Linked DNA regions of Drosophila melanogaster: region 2 is linked to region 1. A link is a contact called in public Hi-C data. All regions are on one chromosome and are shown on one strand. The core of a region is the stretch at or near the end of the contact, and the rest is flanking DNA. Distances in the headings are between cores, read along the strand shown. Region 1 holds the start of Ctr1A (Copper transporter 1A). Region 2 holds the start of pod1 (pod1 coronin).

The links. Hi-C and Micro-C count contacts between places; a contact is called where the count stands out from the background.
Region 2: a contact with region 1 is called in a Hi-C map of the Kc167 cell line, with 2.7 times the contacts expected there. The contact joins the promoter of pod1 here to the promoter of Ctr1A in region 1. A contact is called at or near these places in 7 of 107 Hi-C or Micro-C datasets (the Kc167 cell line, the S2 cell line, embryo and 1 more).

The regions. Positions count from the first base shown.
Region 1 is chrX:6,658,880-6,664,250 of dm6, reverse strand. It overlaps Ctr1A (Copper transporter 1A), which reads right to left and starts at 2,604. Exons shown (of 5, transcript NM_132108.3): 1 at 2,450-2,604. CG3224 reads left to right here and starts at 2,789. Exons shown (of 2, transcript NM_132107.4): 1 at 2,789-2,897; 2 at 2,958-3,699. The coding sequence starts at 3,079. The coding sequence ends at 3,567. Cdc7 (Cdc7 kinase) reads right to left here. Exons shown (of 4, transcript NM_167080.2): 4 at 4,542-5,371. The coding sequence ends at 5,096.
Region 2 is chrX:6,801,560-6,806,353 of dm6, reverse strand. It overlaps pod1 (pod1 coronin), which reads right to left and starts at 2,670. Exons shown (of 13, transcript NM_167091.3): 1 at 2,588-2,670; 2 at 136-676. The coding sequence starts at 444. C3G (C3G guanyl-nucleotide exchange factor) reads left to right here and starts at 2,761. Exons shown (of 14, transcript NM_176694.3): 1 at 2,761-3,247.

The DNA of each region.
Region 1 (5,371 bases), core at 1,355-3,854:
CACCACATTGCAAAGTAATCAGTGAAACATGCTCGAATATCGAACCACTTGTGGCATGCAGTCCAAGAAGCTCGCTGCTATGACAGGATGTGCGGCTGACTGATATGAGTTTAGGCATACATAGGCAAAAACCTCTAAAAAATGATCCCAACTAATGATCCATTCCTTTGAAATTGTGGCCTACTTCCTTCGATATCCGTAATGTGGACAACTGTCGTCAAGTTGAAATGGTCGAAACAATAATCCAGTCCGCATTAATATTGCAAGCAATCACATTCGCCAATTCCATTGAAGAGTTAAAACACGTATTCCTCCCCCTTTTCACTGTAATCAATCTCATCCCATATCTCATTAAAACAAACAAACGAGCTTTAGAAATCCACTCGTGGTACAAAAAAAAAAAAAAAAAAAAAAACCCGCTTCGCTGGCATTTTTGTTCTGAGGAGCGAAATTTCTATAAAAATAGGTAAACAAGTGTACATTTAAAACCTCTTAATGCGGCGATCTGTTGAGGAACGGATTGCTTTAGCCTTCAAGCGATGAACTCAATAGTTATCCAACTGAACTGGACTGGCACAACTGGTTAACTGGTTGGCTTGGCTGCCACTATTTTCGGTTTTGGCCCGAAATGAAAGGAAAATTAGCTCGGTTACGGTAGTAATTTGTTTTTCAAGACAAAGATCGGTACGGCAACCAACGACTTTCAAAATAACCCATAAGCAGAGAACATACGCCACATAATTGCTACTCTGGGATGCAGCAATTGTAGTTCGATTTGGAAATAATCATTGAACACAGTGGCGGTGGGGAAAAACTATAAAAACTATTATTCTGGTGCAAAAATACAGAAAAGTTAAAGTTCAGGGTAAATTTGCGTGGTTTATAAATAACATTCTGTGGTTTGTTTGGTTTCTATGGAATCCCTGATAGGAAATCGTTTGGGCGCTTTTCTTTGGGAGGCAATGGGAACCCCCTTTTCAGCGCCTCTGATAATTAAACAGCAGAAAACTAACGCACTGGGACCAAACCGGTTGGACCTATTCACCTCTATCACTCTCGCTTTTATTCGCCTGCATTAGTAGCTTTGCCTTTACACAGAGAGAAAAGCATTTGTTACTCTTATCATGAAATAAACCATTATCACTAAATATTGTTTAAGATTTGTATATTTTCTAGTTCTATTTTGGGCAAGTAATAATGAATAATCTGCGTTTACCAGTAATATTTCTATTATGCTAAATGCTAAGACTCAGCGAAATAGCTAAGATATTTTGATATAAGTTTGAAAATGGAATTTCACGACGTGATGAAGTGTGATTCATTATTCATATTATATTAAAGAATTAAAATAAGAATTGAATTAAAATTTAATTTAGTTCCAAATATCAAGTGAAATTTAAACGATCTAGCAACGTAAACTTTTTTCTTTCTGTTTATTTGCATGGACAAATGGCATTAACCGTTGCTTCATCTCATCAGCTGATCTCCGCCAAGAGAGCCCCATCCTCTGCTCCTGCACACACACACACACTCACAATCGCACCAATTGCGAAATGTCAAATCGTGACCGACATGTATTGCAGCAACAAATGGGAGAGAAACGGCGAGAGTGCGTGTGTTTTTTTTCTATTGCAGGCCGGGGGAGCTATTATATCACATGTGTAAAGAAAAGAGAGTAGGAGAGAGTTTGTTGATCTGAATTCGAACATACATATATCACTCAACGCACGAACACAGATAGAGGGTTAATTGTGCTTGTAACGGTATAATTGACTGATAAGCGATTGGCACTGATAATCACAATCGGTATGCAATCGCTGATTATCGATAAGGACTCCTAAGCTTTGTTTTTAGTTTCGTTTATACTATTTCACGCATTTCGCGTTCTTTTTGTTGTTGTTGTACTTACTGCAATTGGCGGGCAATTGGCTCGAGTTGTAACAATCTACAATGTATGTATGTATGTATGCTGTAACACCGGTTTAAGTGACGAACTCAACGGAATGTCTAGCTAAAAACAGAGAGTCAACGAAAAATGCCAATAAGCCAACAGTCGTACATTTTAAACAATGCATGCAGCTGCCGTTGACACCCACCCAACCCCCTGCACCAGTCATTTAACAACAATCACAGTTTCTGATTTTATTTTGTGCTTCGTTGTTGCTTTTTGCGCTAAATCACACACGCACACACACTCACTGCAAACGCTGAGCTTTTGAAGCAAGCGAGATAGCAAGAGTGGACCGGCTGCAGCATCTTATGAAAAATAATAATTGCTTTAATCGTTTTTGCAAGTGTAAAACCCGATCTATTTCACAGTGTTGTTATCCAATCACACATGTGTGTGTGCGTCCAGCCCACACACCCACTATTTGTATTATCAATTGCACTTTATCAACGCAAGTTAAACCGAACTCTATGTTTATGTATTCAAATGTTAGGGGCTTACTTTACTTCCTGCGGCAAGGAAATAAATAATATTAAAACAAAATGCGCACGGTCCGCCCGCAGACAACTTGTTCGCACGATTGTTGATGAATTAATTGCAAGCATATGTTTTTTTATTTAACAGTGCGCTGCCTACGAAAAGGCACTAAATAATGCCAAAAAATAGTATTGTAAAAGACGAAGTAGATGGAGTGCAGCTTAAAAATGAGTAACTTATACAACTTATTGTCGCAACAAGTAGCTAATTTATGGAATTTTAGTTTAATTAGTTTTGGTTGAATTTAGTTTTATTTCGAATAAATAAAAACAGCTGTGTATCAGTGTGCACACACCACGATTTCTTCAGTTATCGATAAGAAACCAATCGGCCGGGGACCGTCGCCAACATTCTATGTGCGCATTAAATTAACTTGTTACCTTTAAAACCCTCGTTTCTTAACCAAAAAAAGGTAAAGTTAAGCAACAAATTACTGTAACAGTATATAAATTAACATTCAAATGCATTACAGGTTTTAGGAAACACCTAGCAGCAGCAGCAGAATCTAAAACCCCATTGGCAACCAAAACACGTGCCAAAACAAACGATTAAATTTTCCGTAAAAGTTGTAAATATAAAAAAAAGTCAGCAAGATGGGAATGGTATCGAAACGCAAGAAGATGCACTATGGCGATACCCATCTGCAGAGGAGATGGCGTGTGCGGAATCGACGTCGTGATCTCGACCAGATCGACGACGATCTGCAGACCCGGAGCGGTGAACTGATCAATCAGAATGTGGATCTCGACAAGCCGGGATTCGCGCAGTTCTACTGCGTGCACTGTGCCAAGTACTTCATCGATGACACCGCCATGCAGGCACATTTCCGCACCAAGGTGCACAAGAGGCGTCTCAAGGCCCTAGAGATCGAGCCGTACAGCATCGAGGAGGCGGAACGCGCCGCGGGACGTGGCAGCTTCGTGAAGCCCAAGAAGCGGGCGATGGAAACGCAGCCATCGAAGGAGGACGTGGTCGCTGGCAAGAGGATCCGAGTGGAAGTGGTGCCCGAGGATACAGATGCCACCGATTCGCCATCGACGTCCAAAACGAAGCGCAAGAAAGTCGAGAAAATGGAGACATAGGCGAGGAGGATGAACCAATCTATTGATCTAGCTTAGTTTTTAAGGCCCTCGGGGACAGGACTTTCTTCACCCCCCTCCCACAGAACTCTGTTTACCTCCAATTGCTTTCTTTAAATACATTTTTTTTCCAACATATATAAATCGATTCAAAATTAATTTTCATTTAATGCGCGCAAGGGTGGCGAAAGATCAACAAGCTTCTAAACAACAAGCAGTTCAACGCTTCCAAGCGGCAAAGCTTTATTTACCGTTCTTTTGATTTCTCTCCTGCAGCTCAAAAGTTCAAGTTCTCTCCGCAAGCGGTCACTTTCTTCGTCCGTGAGCAGCGGTAAACACAAAATGCGATGGCTGACGCGCTTTAAAATTAAAATTAAATAAATATCAGCGTCGTTTGCTGTCGAAAAGTGCTACAAAGTGTAATTAACCAGTGAGCGCAGGTCGACGCAATGCGTTTGATACGGTATTTCTAGTTTAAACGGGTGAAATTGGTAAATTTCTGCAATTTCCTCATTCTCCTTTGGGCTCATTCTCCGTTGGCGCGTGTGTGGGTGTGTTGGTGCGTGTTCAACTGGCATTCTCATGTGCACTTAAGAGTATGCTACGTTTTAGAGCGGTGATCTTGTGCATTTTGCCATCGCGAGTGTTTTGTTGTGAAATGGCTCATCAAAATGTGAGAGTATTTGTGTTTTTTTTTATATTTTTTTTTAGGTGATTTGTGCTCAATAAATGTGAAATTAAATAATGTACAACTTTAATTGCATGGATTTATTTTGAAAAGGGTGAGTCATTTAAATTTACACTTTAATTTTATGAGTCCTATATTTGCAACTGAAATATAATGAATAATTTAACGTACGGTAACAACAATATGCGTACTAAAATCCCCAAGCATTTGTTTGTTTAAGCAAATAAAGAATAATTTGCACAAATTTCCATTTTTGGAGCAAAGAAAATCAAGGCCTTCATTCAATCTTCACGGTATAAATATATGTATTTGTCGCTCTTATATCCTCGTTCACATGGTTTTCAGATATACAATAATTATACCTAAGTAGGTTAGCTACAAGACTATTCGAACTATACATGATGGGGATAGTGCAAAATTCTTTGCCACTGGGCGATGAGGGCCATGCACTTGGGTCGCCTTCGTGTTCCTTAATATACAACATTTTGTAGCCTTTCGGCCACAATATTTCATAATCAATCTCTCCTCGTTTGCTTTTTTGGTATTCCTTGCCCATTTTGTTCATGATTGAAACATTTCTTTAAATATACATTTGTATGTTTGTTTGTGAGTGTTGTGTGTGTTTGTTGCGTGGTTTCATTTGGTTTTATCTGCCTGCGGCTTGAGGTAAGTAAATGTGGCCTAGTGGGGCATTGGACGAGTTTCTTCTGGCTCTGGGTGCAATAATGAGATATGCTCTTGAGGTGGGTCTATATATATGTACAATCATGATCAGCGAACTGGGTATAGTATATGTATGTATGTACAAGTGGTGTATGTATGTTTGCATGGTGGGGACTAGTTTCACAGCTTGTTAATGGCCGCTTGCTGCAGATCAAGGGCAACCTGCTGCTTGACCTGCTCCTGTGAGGCGGCCACCGTTCTGTGACTTTGATATCTTTGTCGACGCATCTTGCGCGGCGTTCCATTGGCCAACTGATCCTGCTCCGTCTGCTCGGCCTCCTCGGCGGCCGTAAAGAATGGATGCTTTAGTGCCTCTTCGGCGGTAATTCGTTTATGGGGATTAATCTCGAGCAGGCGATCCAGTAGGTCATAGGCGCTGGGTGGAAAACATTCGTA
Region 2 (4,794 bases), core at 1,421-3,920, 140 kb before region 1:
TGCAAAAATAAAACAAGAAAAAAAATATATTCTGAGTAACTCTATGGACATATCATTGGAAAGTAATGACCTAACACATAATATATTTTTGAAACATTTAGGGGTACTCCCAAATAATATTAAAGGATCTCTTACCAGGCAATCCTGCGAGGCGGTGGCCAGCAGCCCGTCGTGGAACGGGGAGAACTTAAGGTCCGTCACTGTGTCCGTGTGTCCATGGAGCAGCGGCATGGTCTTGCTCTTCCGGCCGCAGTCGTCCAGCGGGAGGACAGCGACGCTGGACCCGGTGTGCTCCCAGTTGAAGGCCATGAAGGCGCCGGAGGCGGCGATGTTGTTACCGTACGTCTGGTAGCTGCCCACGCAGATCTCGCGGACGCATGCCTCCGCCTTGGGCACAATGGGTGCGGCATTTTTGTACTTGGAAGCCTTGAATCGCCAGGCCATGGTTGGCTACTTGGTTGAGCTGGGAGGGCTTCGATCCGATGTGATGGCGATCCGATGCGGATGTGGATATGGATATGGACGTTCTCTGCTCGAGTGTAGAGAGTCGATTGTGGATTGTATATGCCCGATGCTTGATGCCTGATGGTCGAGTGTCACTAGTCCGGTGGCTCCCTCTCAGTCGCTCTCTTGCGCTTCGCTCTCCGCTCCGCTGCTCCGTTTCAGAGTTTCGTTTCTGGAAAATGGCAAAATAGCCGCATAAGTACGAGTATGATATCACTTGGGTGCGCGGGGGACATTCCACAGTTTGTTATCGTCTTGCCCGCCGCTCCTGACTCATCGTCATCCAAATCCGATAGGGCAAACAATAGCCGATAACCGAATATAAATAATAATACATTTAGCAAGTATGGATGGGGAAAAAAAGAGAGATGCACTTGCTATTGCGGCGATACGTCTATTGAAAAGAGAAAGCTGGACAAGAATGGTGTCCACCAAAGCCGGATGAGCCAGCCAGCCAACCCGACCAACACTCGCGCATTTGGCGTACGTGTTTGTTTGAGTATGTATGCGAATGTTTGTTTGTACATCATCAGGAAAGGCGAGGAAAAACACTGGGCAAAATATGATGAGTTCCGGCCGGTGGGGGTTAATTTGGCACACCTAAGGGTTAGTGATCCTCTTTTCAGCGTTATTTCTTCACTTTCTGTCAAGCTAAACATATATTTACTTAAATTTGCACTAATTTCTAATGTGTAATTTGCAAATATGAAGTACGTGTATGAACAACTGCTGAAAATGGCAACACAAACAGTATGATCCGAGCGGCGGTAAGGGTTAATATGCCACACCTAAGGGTTAACGATCCTTTTGATAAATTTCATGGAGAGTTTCACACACACATACCCTTGTACAAACACAACCAACTGGCTTGCAGTTTATGGATAAGCACAGTGAGCACTCTGTAAACTAAACATCACAGTGCAATGGCATCAATGAGCCTTTGGATCAAACAAATAAAATATTAGTTTGCGCAAAAATATATATTTTTCTACGTCTTTAGTTAGTTATTACTTTATTTTTATACTCTACTCTCTGGAGGCCGCACTGTGTAGTCTCCCGAGTGCAGTAAGCAAACGTCGAGAGAGCGAGAGCGGGAGGGAGAGAGCATGCGCCAATTCAACTGTTTCTGTTTGTTAGAAAGCGGCAAAACAAATGACCACTGGGGGTAAAAGGAGGTGCGGCTGGGGGACGGCCAAGCAGGTATTGGCCAGCGGAGCCACCAGGTAATGGGGTCAAGTGATTTAGAAAAGCAAAATCAAAGGCAATATAACGAGGTGATGTTGCAAAGTGAGAGCGAGACGGGCACAGGTGCAACCTGCAGGAGAGCTCAGCGGCTAACGGTTAACGGATGACAGCGGGCGGCGTGGGAGAGCACGAGCATCTGCATCCCTATCTCTCTCTTTCGCTTGGTTGGGGGTGGCTAGAAACAAGCCGGCTAGCATTTTTGTTGTTTTCACCCACTGCCCACTAAACACACACACACACATTTGCACTTCTGGTGGTTGGTTTTTGGTCACTTTGTTGTTCTTGTTGTTGCTGCTTATATGCATTTATTGACATTTTCACAAGTTTTCCATCCTATATTTTGCATACATTGCATTTGATTATTGGTTGTTACTTTCTAGTTTGCGTGCCATTCAATGAAAAGAGGGGTGAATTTATTTTTATATACTTCTTTTTTCGCTTTTCCTTCGTTTCCTTTTCCTTATTTTTTGCAGCACACACCCTGGCGCCGGCAGAAGAAGAAGAGGAAGAATCCAAAGCGGCGGCAATGACAATGACAACTACAAATGCAACAACAAAGGGTGCGCGCGGGGGTGGAGTGGGGAGCAGTAGCCGGAGAGGGGGTGGTGCAACTACACCAACAAAAACTGCGCAAAGGCGACGCCGCTTCTTTTTTTATGGGCAAACAAAGGAGCAGTTTTGCACACACACACACTCAGACGCACACTTGAGTTGCAGTGCTGCAACTGCACACCCACGCAAACATACACACGGGAGGAAAAACACGGCGATTAGGCTCACACACACGCGCCGGTGATTATTCTCCCGCTTGTAATTACAAATATTGCAATTAAATTACCAATGCAATCAATAAACTACGCGAGAGATCTTCAACTTTTTTTCAAACGTTTTGTCATCGTCTATCGATAGTTTCCATCTCCGCGTGCTAGAGGTGGCACCCATACATCGCCACAGCGCTATCGACAGAGCTATCGATTGCGATCTAATCGTCACTTTCTTCGTCACTATTTTCACATTGTTTGGGAAGCATTTTAGCAGCACTGCGCGACGGTCACCGCATTTTGTTGTTGTGTTGCGCGTTTAAAATTGTATTGTTATTTTTTATATTTTCTTTTTTTTGGACCGAATGAGAGCCGGCCAAAAGTGCAGTGCGAGTGCGATTGAATTTAAGTGAATACAAAGTGCGGATCGCAACACAACTTTATAAATATATGTACATATATGTGTAGTTAGAGCGAGACGGGGCGAAATATCAAATAAAAATACTGTACTGTGTGTGTGAGCAAATACTAATACTACTCAAGCGGAGAACGATGAAAATGTGCGTGTGAGAGGAAAAGAGAATTTAGTGTTTTTTATATTATTTACTGGCCTGCGGCTATGAGCAAAAAGAACCGAATATCATTGCGGAAAAAGGAGAATGAAAATTGCCAAGAGGGAAATCTGTGAATCCTGGCGGAAACACACGGCCTCATCATGAATATACTGCAGAAAATCGGTCAGTATTTCGCTCTTAAGCGCTCTCTTCGTTTTTTTTTTGGCGACTCCTTGGCTTTTCCTTCCAATTTCCACACAGTTTACCGTTTGCATTCGCCTCCATCGTTTACACACATTCCTCCGCCTCCGCCTCCGTCTCTGCCCTTCACCATCCTCTTGATCCTATTGCCACTATCCCTGTACTGCTCACAAAACCCGCGCCCCTTTATCCAGCAACGCCCCCGCCTTTCATTGTTGTTGTTCGTGTTGTTGCTGCTGCTGCTGCTCGTTTTGGGAGCTGTCAACAAGTCTATTTTTAGACTTTTAGATGCTGCAGTTGCATTTGCCTCTCTTCCAGAAGTGTTAAACATTGAAAGAACAACTCCAGAAGCGAACGCAAACATTTTCGTTTTCCTTTCCATTTCCTCTTCCTATTTTCATTTCGTCCCTCGCACCTCCGCTGCGCTCCCACACACACGAACACACACTCTCGTCTTTTTTTTCCTCTAAAATTCTTCCTAAATTTATATGGTTTGAAACCTGGATAAAAAGGCTGTCATCCTAATTGGAATTTATCCTCTTGTCGTCTTTACTCCATTTGTATAAACCATAGAATTTCACTCTGCATCCCATATGGAAGGAAGCTCCTTGAATATTTCCCGGAACTCTCCGATTGCATTTGACCTTTGTTTATCTGTAGAATTTTGTTTAATTAAATCATTCCGAAAATCCTTATTGACTAGAGTTTTTGAGGCACATCACTCATATACATATGTACATATATATATTTAAATCGCATTAAACATTTCTCGGAAATCCTGAACCGAATTTGGCCTCTGCAAACGTTATCCCTAACATTTTCCGCACAATTTGTGGGGCTTAGCAGAAAAGTAGGCAAGGATTTTACACAACGTTTTACTAGATTAAAAAAATCGAAATATTTTTCTTTTAACTAATAATATCCTACGCTTTAAAACCATATTAGTAAGTAAGTTCATATCCCCTCTCGATGAAAGGAAATTGGGCAAATGTGCGGTTTCCATGGAAATACGCTCTGCTGACTATATTTATGCACTTTCTGCCCACATATGAGAAGCACTAATTTTTGATTTAACTCTAATCACACACACACACATTACTTAATACCTGCGAATGGTTGTTTTCGTGTGGTATTTGGTATTTGATTTACCATTTTCTGTCTATTATTATCCTGTTGATTCCGACTAAACGCCAAGGATTTTGATTACCTGGAAAATGCACTTGCTCTAGGAACAAGAGTTTAGAACGCTGCGAAAGTGGGTGGTTAGAGGAATTGTGTGAAAATGCATATTAATCCTTTGCCCCGCTGACCCCATTGTCCACCCTCGTTTTAATTAATTCCGTGAAAACACAATTCCTGCTGCCTGGTGTCCATTTATAATTGCACTTTTGTTTGACCCAGCATTATCCTGTTGATTCCGGTTCTGGTTCCATGCAACGACGCCAGCTTTTAGCTTATAATTAATGAGCAGAGCTCCGATTTCAAGGGAAATGCATTGAAACTTGTTGCTGCCCCAAGAATTTGCCATT